5 separate regions of the Mus musculus genome follow, and all the other regions are linked to region 1. A link is a contact called in public Hi-C and promoter capture Hi-C data. All regions are on one chromosome and are shown on one strand. The core of a region is the stretch at or near the end of the contact, and the rest is flanking DNA. Distances in the headings are between cores, read along the strand shown. Region 1 holds the start of Stk35os1 (serine/threonine kinase 35, opposite strand 1). Region 2 holds the start of Itpripl1 (inositol 1,4,5-triphosphate receptor interacting protein-like 1). Region 3 holds the start of Stard7 (START domain containing 7). Region 4 holds the start of Zfp661 (zinc finger protein 661). Region 5 holds the start of Mtln (mitoregulin).

Evidence for each region. Promoter capture Hi-C pulls out the DNA fragments that hold promoters and counts their contacts. Hi-C and Micro-C count contacts between places; a contact is called where the count stands out from the background.
Region 2: a contact with region 1 is called in a promoter capture Hi-C map of pre-B cells, with 2.7 times the contacts expected there. The contact joins the promoter of Itpripl1 here to the promoter of Stk35os1 in region 1. A contact is called at or near these places in 1 of 39 promoter capture datasets (pre-B cells) and 1 of 115 datasets of contacts at active chromatin or transcription factors (large pre-B cells).
Region 3: a Hi-C map of rod photoreceptor shows a contact between it and region 1, with 9 times the contacts expected there. The contact joins the promoter of Stard7 here to the promoter of Stk35os1 in region 1.
Region 4: a contact with region 1 is called in a promoter capture Hi-C map of liver, with 3 times the contacts expected there. The contact joins the promoter of Zfp661 here to the promoter of Stk35os1 in region 1. A contact is called at or near these places in 1 of 39 promoter capture datasets (liver), 1 of 484 Hi-C or Micro-C datasets (CD4 T cells), 1 of 115 datasets of contacts at active chromatin or transcription factors (embryonic stem cells) and 2 of 9 other capture datasets (adipose tissue and liver).
Region 5: a contact with region 1 is called in a promoter capture Hi-C map of liver, with 3 times the contacts expected there. The contact joins the promoter of Mtln here to the promoter of Stk35os1 in region 1. A contact is called at or near these places in 2 of 39 promoter capture datasets (liver and pre-B cells).

Annotation. Positions count from the first base shown.
Region 1 is chr2:129,800,172-129,802,818 of GRCm38.p6, forward strand. It overlaps Stk35os1 (serine/threonine kinase 35, opposite strand 1), which reads right to left and starts at 1,288. Exons shown (of 1, transcript NR_029452.1): 1 at 1-1,288. It overlaps Stk35 (serine/threonine kinase 35), which reads left to right and starts at 346. Exons shown (of 4, transcript NM_183262.3): 1 at 346-675; 2 at 1,233-1,833. The coding sequence starts at 370.
Region 2 is chr2:127,142,155-127,144,801 of GRCm38.p6, forward strand. It overlaps Itpripl1 (inositol 1,4,5-triphosphate receptor interacting protein-like 1), which reads right to left and starts at 1,303. Exons shown (of 2, transcript NM_001163527.1): 1 at 1,061-1,303; 2 at 1-60. The coding sequence starts at 46.
Region 3 is chr2:127,268,900-127,271,546 of GRCm38.p6, forward strand. It overlaps Stard7 (START domain containing 7), which reads left to right and starts at 1,330. Exons shown (of 8, transcript NM_139308.2): 1 at 1,330-1,981. The coding sequence starts at 1,683.
Region 4 is chr2:127,583,331-127,585,977 of GRCm38.p6, forward strand. It overlaps Zfp661 (zinc finger protein 661), which reads right to left and starts at 1,347. Exons shown (of 5, transcript NM_001111029.1): 1 at 1,300-1,347.
Region 5 is chr2:127,791,182-127,793,828 of GRCm38.p6, forward strand. Mtln (mitoregulin) reads right to left here and starts at 1,307. Exons shown (of 2, transcript NM_001384135.1): 1 at 953-1,307; 2 at 201-651. The coding sequence starts at 1,286. The coding sequence ends at 1,116.

The sequences.
Region 1 (2,647 bases), core at 38-2,537:
GGACCACCCGGGTTTGGCAGAGAAGGATACTGAGGATTAAGTGCGGCTGAGATCATTGGGGTCATTAGTGGGCGTGGAGATTAGCGTTCTAACCCTGGTCTCAGCTGTGAATCGATTACACCTAAGCCATTCCCCCAATCAGCATCAAGTGCCGAGTGCGGGCGTAGAGGTACGATGCAGGTCAAGTCCGGAAAGGCGTTTGCGGAGTGCAGGCGCCTCGCGAAGGCCCTCGGTACAAATCGCGGGATTTTGGCGCGCTCTTTTTGTTGGCTGGGTGTTCTCGCCAGTGATTGGTTCCGGGCTGTCGCGGCGGCTGGGTCTACCTCGGCTGCAGAGAGGCGGCGCGGCTCTCCGCTGGCCTCCTGGGGGATGGGCCACCAGGAATCTCCGCTGACCAGAGCGGCGGCGGGAGGTGCAGCTTACATAAAGAGGTTACGTAAAGTGCTCAGCTGGCGTGAACTCGGGGACGGCCACGGGAACCTGGAAGCCGAGGCCTCCCCCGGGAGCGTTGCTGTCATCACAAGAGCAGCGCCGCGACGCGCTACACGCTCAGCCAGGCTCCCCGCCTCGCGCCCTACCCGGCTCTGCAGACAAGCCCGGCTCGGAACGGACCATCCTCCGGCGCGGGCTCCAAGGGGGAACCGGTTCGCCCGGAAGAGGAACAGCGCCGGCCAGGTAAGAGGGAGTGGAGGGAGGAAGGGAGGGCCGAAGCGGGAGCCCCGGCGCCCCACCGTAGTCCCGGGGGCGTCACCGGGGCCTCCGCCTGTCGTCCTCGGAAGCCGATCTTTTAGCCGGTTTCCCTTCGCCCGCTGTCCCCGGGGGTCTGGGTCGTCCCGCCGGGCTCTCCTGGGTTTGATTCACGGGACTGTTTACACCGGGAGAAGCCCGGGTAGGACGTGGGGAGGGGCCGTTGAGAGGGGGCTAAGCCCCAGGAAAGTTTAAGCCGGCCGTCTTCGATGGGGACGATCCCTACGGCTTTATTTATTTTTTCTGCTCCTGACGGATAAGTCGGCGAGAGGGGACGGTTTGCGCTTCGGTTTCCGGTCCTCCCTCGGTACTTCCCGGTGGTTCCGTCTTTCCCGCTTTCCTTTCCCTTCCCCCGTTCAATTCGAGACGGTGGCTCCTTCTTAAAGGGGCCGCGACCGGCGGCGGAGGTGGGACGCCGGACGCTTTAAGTTCCTCATCTACCCTTCTCGGCCCGGTGGGTTTTAACTTCTCCCTCTCGCCCTTAGATCACCATCCAAGGTCCCGCTCCTCCACATCTCGGGGCTAGACGGAGGGATGAGGCAAGGGGGGCCCGGGCGGCGCCGTTGCTGCTCCCCCCGCCCCCCGCAGCCATGGAAACGGGGAAAGAGAACGGAGCCCGCAGAGGGACAAAAAGCCCGGAGCGGAAAAGGCGAAGCCCAGTCCAGCGGGTACTGTGCGAGAAGCTGAGGCCGGCGGCCCAGGCCATGGATCCGGCTGGGGCCGAGGTCCCGGGCGAGGCCTTCCTGGCCCGGCGGCGGCCGGATGGCGGCGGCGGGGATGTTCCTGCACGGCCGCGCTACAGCCTCTTGGCGGAGATCGGGCGCGGCAGCTACGGCGTGGTTTATGAGGCTGTGGCTGGGCGCAGTGGGGCCAGGGTGGCAGTCAAGAAGATCCGCTGCGACGCTCCCGAGAACGTGGAGTTGGCACTAGCAGAATTCTGGGCCCTCACCAGTCTCAAGCGGCGGCACCAGAATATCGTGCAGTTTGAGGAGTGCGTCCTACAGCGCAACGGGTTAGCCCAGCGCATGAGTCACGGCAACAAGAACTCACAGCTTTACCTGCGCCTGGTGGAGACCTCGCTCAAAGGTAGACTACAGCCGGCAGTCCTGCCCTCTCCTGGACCCCCTTGTTCTCAGAACCACTCAGTTCTAATAACTGTCTCTGGCTCGCTAAGGTCCTTGACCCGGCTTTGGGACCTTCTTTCTTGCTAGGAAATCAGTCTGTTCCCCAGCCGTTAGCTGACATTCCCTAACAAGCTCACCAAGTGCTAACCTTGATCTTTTTAAGTACTCACTCAGTAGGTGTGAGCCATAATTACAAGCCTAGCATTTTAAAAGATGGATGAAGAGTAGTCCTGGTGGGATTCAAAGTAGTTGGTAGAACTGCAGAAGCCCCCTCATGCCTCTTTCTCATCAGAACCTAGAGGGGAAAAAAAGTAGCAGACCCACCCATGCCATTCTCCTTTCCTGATTTCTAGTTTCTTCCAATTCTGTTCCCAAACCTTGTCTTCAAGTGTGAGGTTTCCTCCGAGAACCCCAACCCTTCACCCGAGAGCAGACAATCATTCAGTTGGTTCTTGGTTTAGTCCCTGAGGGCACCACAGGTTAATAACTCACGCACCCAGTAATAACCCCCTCAGGTGGGCCAAGAGCTGTCGCATAACAAAACAGGTTGCAGCTTTCCCTGCCCTGTTACAATCTCAGTTGTTTTCATAACCCCTGGGGCTGTCTGAGCAGTGATTGTTGCAGAACCATGGGGCTCCAGGAGGCCAAACACCTTGCCTTCCTGTGTAAACTAGAGAAGAGGCAGTGGGCTGCAAGTGTCTTGAGTTCCTGGGGCAGGGGGTAGGGCGAGGGAAATTGGACAGTCGCAATCCCAGCTATATAATCTGAGCGCTACG
Region 2 (2,647 bases), core at 53-2,552, 2.7 Mb before region 1:
GAACAACATACATCACTGCCAAGAACATGAGGCTTATCACAGCCATGGAGGCCTCTGCATCTGGAGGAGTAGGAGGGTGGGGATCAGTGGTGATTTCCGGGGCACATCTGTTCTCCAGCACAGAGTCCCCAGAGCCCTGGTACCTCAAATCCTGGATGCCAACTACTCAGGAGGAACAGAAAGTGCATAGAGCTAGGGTGGGAGTTAGCAAGAACGGTCCGCCTTGGGGAAAGGAAGTGGAGACCATAGGATGTACCCTGAGTCAACCTCTTTCCTTCCACATACCGTGGGTGGTGTTTAGGGGACATGAGACTGTTTTTATTCCAGTATAAGATGGGAAGGGGGACCCTTACAGTGGGGTGGCCTCACCCGACTCATCGGTCCACCTCGGGCCCCAGATATGCCCTGCCAGTCCCAGAGGCTCCCTTCCACAGGCAGAAAACACAGAATCTTGTTCGGGCAATGTCTTCCCCATCCTTGGGTAGCCAGCTTCAGTCCCTAGCTGCAGCATCCCACTTCCTCTGTGACTTCACAACCCTACCTTGTGTCATTAGACCACTTAACCTCACCACTCTGCCCTGCAGGTGCCAGACTTGGCACTGTGCTGCCAACTCCTTAGTATTACAGTGATGAGGTTCTGAGGCAGGCTAGCATATGGCCATCAGTCCAGCTGCACTTCTCAGTCCAGGAAAGTGCCTGCAGAATTCAGGGGCCAAGACCCAACTGACAGACAGTAGCAGAGATTCCCTGGCCCCATTGCCCAACCACTGAAACCTGAAGCTTCCGGCCTTCACCCCAGTAATTCACCAGCTATGGGGCTTCTTGAGTCATGAAAGGCAGTGCACCATGGCCATCGAGTTCAGGTGAGGGGCACTCCTCGCTTTGGAATTAAGCCCAACTGCCCCCTCCATGTTCAAAATACCCGAGCCACCGGCCCTGCTTCAAAGTGAAGGCCCCCCTCTACCCTTAGTAACTTCCCCCAAACTCACCCATCTCTCCTGACCCAATAAAATACCCAAATTTAAGGGTTTCTCCTGGAACTAGGGGCTCAGTTACTCACGGTCTCAGTTAGCAGGAGAGCGTTCTTAAAGAGACAGCGCGACCTGGCCGCCCTCGCCTTCTTCCGGGCGTACGCGATGCTCCCAGTTCATACTCCACACAAACTGAGAGAGTCCACCTGACGAGCTCTTTCTGGGTACAGACCATGTCTCCGAGGTCCAAAGTCTGCGGGCAGCGGACTGCAGCGACTACCACGCGGTGCTGGTCCCGGCGGACTCCAGCAATCCACAGCGGTTCCCGCCTCAGGGGTTCCGCCCCGACAAACCCCACCCCTTGCTCGAAGCCAAGAGGCGGGGCCCAAGGCAGGGACTCTTCCAGAGCTGGGGCCCTCCCTCCCTATGGGGCCCTTCCTCCCTATGGGGCCCTCCCTCCCTAAGGCCTCACACCTTTTTGTTTCTAGTCGTCCCCCCTAGGGTTTGAAGGGACAGCAGAGCATCTGTGGCCACGCGCTCACAGCTATTCTGCTTCATTCCGTGGCACAAGGCTGAAGTGCCTGCTGCCACTCCCACCAAGTTTCTTTTACCAGGGCAATGTGTGCTTATTGAGAATTTGGGTGGGAAGGTGAGAAAGAAATTAAGGACTGGGAAAAGCCATTCTCACTTCCCTCTGGCTCTATGCAAGGTGAAAAAGGAAATGAGATGTTTTTAGGCACCACTAATAAGCCTCACTCGATGGGAAGATGACTCATTTGGGTACAGAGCCTGTTGCCCAAGCACGATAATGTGAGTTTGGGTCCCCAGACATCCACCTCTAATCCAAAGTTTAAAAAATGGAGCTAGACAGAGCCACTGAGCTTAAGTGACTGGTATAAGGTTTTATTAAGAGACCTTGTCTCAAAGTAGAGATCTCTAAAGACGATGATTTTGCACCCAGGTGCACAGGAGGCAGGTCCGAGCATACACATGCAATACTACACACACATGCACAGGTATATGCATACCCCACTATAGACGTCACTTCCCCAAATCAGGTATCTTTCCCTAATCAAAGTGACTCTTAGGAAAGGACATCTGTCACTCAAAGACCTGCCTTGGAGCATTGTTTGTCACTTACTAGTCACATAGAGGTAAGAACCCTAAACCTAGCCAGGCAGTGGTAGCACATATGTTTAATGCCATCACTCAGGCTGTAGAGGCAGGCACCTCTCTGAGTTCAAAACCAACATGGTCTAAAGAGAGAGTACCAGGACAGCCAGAGCTACACAGAGAAACCTGGTCCTCTAAAACAAAAACAAAAAACAAAAATTCCTAAGCCTTCAGGCAGCTCTGCTGATCCTACGTCCATAGCAAAGAGAACTTCATAAAGTGTGAAGGCACGACAAGGCTTACTACATGTTAAGAAACCCCAACAAGAGGCTGGAGAGATGGCCTAACGGTTGAGAGCACTGACTACTCTTCTGAGGGGACTCAGGTTTGATTCCCAGCCACTTGCATGGTAGTTCACAACTGTTTGTGACTTGTGCATGCAGTGAACATACATATGCAGGCAAACACACCAATACACATTAAATAAATAGATAAAAAACAACAAGGGGCTAGAGAGATGGCTCAGCTGTTAAGGGAACTTACTCTTCTAGAGGACACTCATT
Region 3 (2,647 bases), core at 80-2,579, 2.5 Mb before region 1:
GGTCAGTGGTAGGGAGTTTCCAAACGGGGGATTTGGTGGGTAAAATGGGCCGGGTCACAGAGGCACACTGTAAGCATAACAAGTTAGTTTTACAAGGGTCCCTAAAACAAAGGCACGGTTGCAAGGTAGGCCTAACAAGGTAGTCATAGGTGGTTGTATAGCCTTTTGAAATAGAGGTAGGGTTGCAAGATGGTTATACACAACTTTTAAAAAACAAAGAAATGACTACGATTCTAGGAAGAGACAGTACAGAACTATTTGTGGTTAAGGTTATAGGTGGGGCATAGCTCAATCCTTGAGAAACAGGTTTAATCATAAAAAGGAGTGAACTGGCTTGTCTTTACTATCTGTAAGATGACTTTTAAGACTAAAATGGAGGCAGACTGATTCTTCACTTAAGGGGCAGCTATTATTTCCATCTTATAACTGGACAGAGAATTTTTATTTATTTATTTATTTATTTATTTGAGACACACTGTTGCTCAGGCTGGCAATTTTATTTATTTATTTATTTATTTATTTATTTATTTATTTGAGACACACTGTTGCTCAGGCTGGCAATTTTATTTATTTATTTATTTATTTATTTATTTGAGACACACTGTTGCTCAGGCTGGCAATGCTCCTGCCTCAGCCTCTGGAGTGCTGGGATTACAGACATGAGCCACCAGGCCCTGGCTTAGAATACTGATGTATCCTGAGACTCCATGTAGTAACCATTAGGTTACATACACGTGGCCAGACAGGTTTTGGGAAACCTGGTTACTCTCCTACCTTGTTGCCTCCTCCGAGTCAGAGACTGCTCAGGCCTAACGCATTTTCAGAGAGCAACGGGTCACCCGCCCTCGAGTTCTCTGCAAGGTGTTCTTCGGCCCTAAGGATGGACCACCCGTACTCTCTCGGAGCCGGAACCCAGAACCGCGTCCCTGCCGCAGATACTTAGGAGGGCTCGGGGAATCAGGGCAAGGGGGACCAAGGAAGCTGCCCCTGGGCTGTGATAGGTGCGGGGTCACGTAGGGCGTGCACCGCCCCTCCCGGGACTGTAGAGAACAGGGAAACAGGCCGGGCCTCTCAGGACAACGGAACGCCACCGCACCTGACCGTGCCTCTCCTCCGGACCGGGTGAGACGTCCCTAAATGGCTGCACCGCCGGGTCCGAGGGTCACTCTCCAGGCGCCCTTGACAGGCCCTCCCGCCACGCCACCTAGCTTGCTACCAGGCAGCCCGGAGCAAGGGCGGAGGAGCACTTTGGCTTAGCCAATGAGCGCCCAGGGTTCTGAGATGCGCCCAATCAGAGTGCGGGCAGGACAAACAGGTTAGGTTGCGCGCACTCGGCGCGAGAGGCGGACACAGGCGCACGGGACCGCTTCTGCTGTGGCCTGGGACGGCCACCGCTTTGCTTCCCGCGCCCTGGCCGCGGGGGCCCCGCGAGTTCCCGCCGTACACACAGACGGGCGGGCTGTCGGGACCGAGAGGGCCTCGTGCAACGGCGCTCTCCTCGGAAGCCACGCTACCTCAGCCGCTTCTGCAAAAAGGCATGAGGGACGGCTCCTGGCTTCTGGAGCGTGAGGTGGCCTCGGGGTCAACCCGTTAAGGGGACTGCGCGGACGGCCCGGCCTGCCTTCCCCCAGCCCTTCCTCTCCGGGGCCCCGCGGCAGGCGCGGGAATCCACAGAGGCCGACATGTTCCCGAGGAGGCCACCGGCCACCCTGGCCGCCTGGCTGGCGGGCGCGCGGGGCGGGGGCCTGCTGTCCGCGCTGGCCAATCAGTGCCGCTTCGTGACGGGCCTGCGCGTGCGGCGAGCGCAGCAGATCGCGCAGCTCTACGGCCGCCTGTATTCCGAGAGCTCGCGCTGCGCCCTGCTCGGACGCTTCTGGCGCCGGCTGCGAGGCCGCCCCGGCCATGCCTCTGTTTTGATGGCGGCGCTCTCCGGTGTTTTCGTATGGGACGAGGAGAGAATCCAGGAGGAGGAGTTGCAGAGGTGAGCCTCTTGGCTGCAGTTGGCGTCCCTGTTCCGTAGAGAAGGGTGGGCCTGGGCGGGAGGTTGGTGGGCACCTTGGGGCTTGAGCTGTTGACAGTGCCCAGTTTGCCCAGTGGTCTTTTGAGTACGATGCAATAGATTGAACCCATTTTAGCACCCCGTGTTACTGCCCCCATGCCTGTTAAATCCACTTGTCAGGTTAAAAATAACCACAAGAGAGACGACTTCGAATGGGTAGTATGACACTAAAGAAAATACTCCAAAACCAAATTAGATATCTGAGGTATACAGGTGATTTTTCGGGTAATCAGTGTACCCAGAAAAGTGCAAATTCAAAATAGGGCTTAAAATAAGCCCAAGGGTGTGTGTGTGTGTGTGTGTGTGTGTGTGTGTGTGTGTGTGTGATGTAGCATGCCATTTATAAAATGACTGCGATCCAGATGGAACTCGGGCTTTGCGCGGACAGCCCACTGTCATTGTGACTTGTGTCTTGGCACATTCAAGAAGCTGGGAGGGATTTTGTCTGTTTGCACAAAGCAATGGCCTGGATATTCTAACCAGTAAGAGTTAGGTTAGGTTTTTTTTGTTTGTTTGTTTTGTTTTTACTGTTTTAGAACTCTTCGAATACTGTACCATTATGTTTTGTCTGTGGAAAAGCCCATTGGC
Region 4 (2,647 bases), core at 97-2,596, 2.2 Mb before region 1:
TAATCTTTAGGTAATGCAACCAAAATCTGGACTCTCCTAAGCATCTATGACAGACAACTTGATTAAATAATCTATTGTCCAGCGGCTAGACACACTTGGAGCACTACGGAACTCCACCATAACTAGCGTTGAGTGCTTGCTCTCATGAGGCACTATGCTGAGTGCTTTCTATAAAGATAATTTAGTTCCATCGTCATACATCAATAAGAGAGGCACTATTTCACAGCAATTAAGAGAGTCAGGCTTTGTAAAAGGCTGAGGTGGAACTGGGAAAAGTCTGCCTGGAAGCTTTTAATTCTGTTATAATTTACTTTCATTGAAAGATAGCCATAAAGTTAAGCAGATCTTTACCTGCAACACATCCCAGCATCCCGGGAAGCTTGATTCGCGTGACTGAAATTTCACGGAAAACAGAACTATGGTGATATACACCCGTAATGCTAGCACTTGGAAGGCTAAGGCTTAACACAACGCCAGGTTAAGCTACAAAATAAGATCGTATCTCAAATGTAAAAAGAACACTAGGGAAAAGATCACTAGTAAATTGCCAACAACTTCAATGGAGTAACAGACAACTGGCCATCCCACGGACTTCTAGACATCTGACACTTACTGGTGGTTGGAACGAAGTTGTGCTAGTTCGATTTAACGGTGGTCAGAATGTCAACCTCTAGAATTGTTTCTCAAAATTTTGTTTATGTTGACCTCATTTGAGACGCACAAAATATCGTGCTTGGTGGGTCTTACTCTGATACTGTGGGTCTTGTCTGGCCGCAGTATAGTCCCTTCACCCTTATTTCCCACTATTCCTTAACAGTGCACTCCAGTCAATATCATCTTAAAATTGCCTAAAGCCATTTGCGATTTCCTTTGGGGTTTTCTTCACCTCAAATCCGGTATCGTCCAGGAACACCCTATGCTCACACCAGGACATTCCGGTGCAGGCTCAGGGCGAGAAGCTGAAGCAAAGGGAGACGTTTTCTAGGGGACTTGGGAGAGAATGGAGTGGATGCTCCCAGATTTAGCGTCGGTACCATCCACATCCACGTAGCACCCATCATGGAAAGAAGGAACGAAAGGAAGACCGGGATCTCCAACTTGAAAGTACAGGATTCTGACACACAGTGGACATACCCTACGAGGACACTGTCCCCACGGAACCGACACACACCAGAAGGGAAGACTCTCTGTCCACACAGGCCACGCCCACTAACCCTCCCCCAAGTGCCCAGTGTCCCCGTGTCTCCTCCGCCACCGCGTCCACTCGGCTTCTTGAACACCTAGACCCGCAACCCTCACCTTTGGCAAGAGTACTGGGAACCTGCGAACACTCACCGCCTCGTGTCGGGAAGGCAGTGCGCCTGCGCGAAGATCTTCGGCCTCTGAGCTCCAATCATAGTGTTGCCTTTGCATGAACTACACTTCCCAGAAGCATCAATAGCCGGCGCGCCGTGAGATGACGGGTAAAATCCTGCACAAGGTTGCACTCCAGGTCTGTGGTGCTGAAACGGATAGGACCAGGCTCTGACCCTAAACAGCACAAGTTCGATTTCTAGTTCGTTTCCGGTTTGCCAGTGTACCTATTTTTTCTGAAAGCCAGGGTTCCCGTTCTTTCAGTAGACTATCCCAGATGCATGAGCCCAGAAACATACCTGTCGCAGTCTTCCATCAAGAATTCGTGGTGTAGGTTTAATCCCAGATTTGGTAGCATGTCGGAGAATTTACACCCAACTCTGTAGCTGTAATCCTGAATGAGGGTGACCTTCTACCTACTGCTTCAGAGGATACCAGCCAAACAACAGACTTTAAACGTTGTAGCTCAGTCCATTCCCCACCCCACCCCCCTCTCTCTGTGTCCTGAACTCACTATGTAAACCAGGATGGCTTCAAACTTGGAGATCCACCTGTCTCTGCCTCCAAAGACCTGGGCTTTAAGGTGTGCATCACCCCACCTGGCCTCTTTGTATCTCAAAAGCTCAAAAAGGCTACAAAACTTCAAAAAGGAAGCAAAACTTCTAGGGAAAATTCTCAATTTGTGAGGCAAAAAAAAAAAAAAAAAAAAAAAAAAAAAAGGCAACCTTCATTTGGTACTATGAGATCTGGATTTGCCCCCTCTCTGAACCAAAAGACAGGTTTTGGCTTTTCTGGAATTAACTGGATACTGCAGAATATGAATTACAATATTTAAAGAAATAGCCAGGCCAGTCATGAGAAATTAAATGAGGGTCCCAAGCCCATACCATTTGTAATTGAGGGATTAAGGAACACTCTTTTGATAGGCTTAAGAAAGCTCCAGCACTGGGACTTCCAAAGGGATGGGCTGTTTCAACTATACATTACCAAAAAGCAGGGCTGATACCCATTCTCATCTGGCCATTGGGTGGTCACAAATGGTCATACCATACCTGTCTGAACAACTGGATCCTGAAACCCAAGATGACCCCAGTATCTCCAGGGACTGACAATGACTCTTTGATCTCCCATTACTATCTGTACACCCTTCCTAAAACCTTGATCTCTTTGGCTATCAATTAAACCTCTCCAATATCAGTTTTTCTTAAATAGAACCTAGAATTGGTAAAGAAGTAAATTTTTCTACTGAGTAAATACCTACCTTCTGGATGTTACATGTTCATGCTGCTTTCTG
Region 5 (2,647 bases), core at 57-2,556, 2.0 Mb before region 1:
AACTAAAGCCCAGACAGGATGGCTCTCTGAAAACTGGCGTTTCAGCCCTTGCTGGATTCATAGAATAAGATCTAAGTCACATATAAGGCTCAATAATCCTAGGAAAATGGGCCATGGTGTTTCCCTGGAGAACAAACTGATTTTCTTAAAAATGTAGACAATGCGTCAGAAATACATCTTATAAATAACCAAGGCTTTGGTCACTTGATAGGACTGGCATTTATCTTTAAGCTTACTCAACAGTTTCTCTTTCACATATATATTCCGTTATATCACATGCATTATTTTTTTTAATTTTAGTTTTTTTACTCTCTACATTCTTCAAAGTGCAAATATCTTGCATTTGTAATGCTTAATTCAGGCATTTGACACAGCTCCTAGGTTTTCTGAATATGTCTAGAAAAATGACTCATAATGGTCCGTTGATCAGATCTGCCTCCAGGCTGTACCAAGGTGAGATTCCATCAGAAAGTCTCTGCTTTCAGGCTCCAAATCTCTTACTGCAGCAAACTGAATGGTAGGCAAAAATACTGCTTTCTTTTGTGAGGAGGAAAAAGATTCAAAGATGTTTAATTTTTTATTTTAAAAATAGATTCATAAAGTGCAAGAAATTATTTCTCTCCAGTGCTTTTTATTTTCATCTTCGACAAGCTGTTGAAAAACAGTAAGAAAAAAAAATCAGTAACACAGTAGTATCTTTAACTTCAAATTTCTGTACTGTGATCGCAAACCATGAACTAAGAGAAGAAAACTATAGGACTGAAGAATAACTATGATGAAACGCAAAGCTCCTGCCATCCACGTTAAAAAGCCACTGTGGACCCTATGAATGTGGAGGCTGGGCGTGAAATGACTCCCTCCCCCATTTCGAAGTTAAATGTTAAGGTGTAACTGCATCGCACGTGGTAAAACATTCCCATTAAATACCCTCAGCAAACTGAGCTGTTAATACCTGAAAGTAAGTTGTTAGAGAAGACAAAACTATTTTCTTTCTGAAGCAAGCCATGTTCTTGCAAGCCGTGCAAGGACGACTCCTGGGTCGCGCGGCTCCCACGATCCGGGCTGCGTTGGGCTTAGGGAGTGAGAACCCGGCGGACTCGGGCTGCAGCGCGTGCTCAGGCCAGGTCCAGCTTTTTCTGAGTCGTTGCCAGCTTGTCCTGCAGCCTCCGCTTCCTCCAGTCTAGGTAACGCCTCCGCAGCCGATTCGCTTGCCAGCCCAGGACCACTCCAGAGGCGAAAGCCACTAGCACGGACACCTGCAGCGTCCTCTCAGACACGTCCGCCATTGCAACCACTCAGCACAAAGTAGAGTGAGCTACGGATTGGCGCAAGGATCAGATGCCACAGCGCTCGCTTGAGGCCCGCTCTGAGTCTGCGCGAGGAAAGGACAGGAAAGGAAGCAGAGTTCCCTGACTCTTAGATCAGGAGTCTTAACTGTGATGTGAGATGGTCTTGGTTTCTGATGGGCTCCGCGTTTCTTCTACATTTCTTGTTTGACATTAGTCAGATATTCACTTGCATCATACCCGAAGTGTTATCTACTATTGTTCGTTTTTGTTTTGTTTTGTTTCTTTCTTTTTGGTTTTTCGAGACAGGGTTTCTCTGTATAGCCCTGGCTGTCCTGGAACTCACTTTGTAGACCAGGCTGGCCTCGAACTCAGAAATCCGCCTGCCTCTGCCTCCCAAGTGCTGGAACGCCTGCGCCACCACGCCCGGCTTTGTTCGTTTTTCTTATCTAAGCTTTCTGGTAACTCGATTTTAAAATAAACAAATAGAGAAAAAAACTTAATAACACTTAAAAAGAACAAATTTAGATGAAATGGTCTTTAATACGTTTTCTCTTACCCCAGTATACAGGGTATTTTAATATATAATCTTCCAAGTTACTAGTGTCAATGCAATAGCCACAGCTCTCATCAATGGAATAAAAAGTGGACATTGTCAGACCAATGACCTTTAAGTACTTAAAAAAGAGAAGCAGCAGCGGTCGCCATCTTGGTCTGAGACCCGCCGAACTTAGGAAATTAGTCTGAACAGGTGAGAGGGTGCGCCAGAGAACCTGACAGCTTCTAGAACAGGCGGAAGCACAGAGGCGCTGAGGCAGCACCCTGTGTGGGCCGGGGACAGCCGGCCACCTTCCGGACCGGAGGACAGGTGCCCACCCGGCTGGGGAGGCGACCTAAGCCACAGCAGCAGCGGTCGCCATCTTGGTCCGGGACCCGCCGAACTTAGGAAATTAGTCTGAACAGGTGAGAGGGTGCGCCAGAGAACCTGACAGCTTCTAGAACAGGCGGAAGCACAGAGGCGCTGAGGCAGCACCCTTTGTGGGCCGGGGACAGCCGGCCACCGTCCGGACCGGAGGACAGGTGCCCGCCCGGCTGGGGAGGCGGCCTAAGCCACAGCAGCAGCGGTCGCCATCTTGGTCCGGGACCCGCCGAACTTAGGAAATTAGTCTGAACAGGTGAGAGGGTGCGCCAGAGAACCTGACAGCCTCTGGAACAGGCAGAAGCACAGAGGGGCTGAGGCAGCACCCTGTGTGGGCCGGGGACAGCCAGCCACCTTCCGGACCGGAGGACAGGTGCCCGCCCGGCTGGGGAGGCGACCTAAGCCACAGCAGCAGCGGTCGCCATCTTGGTCCGGGACCCGC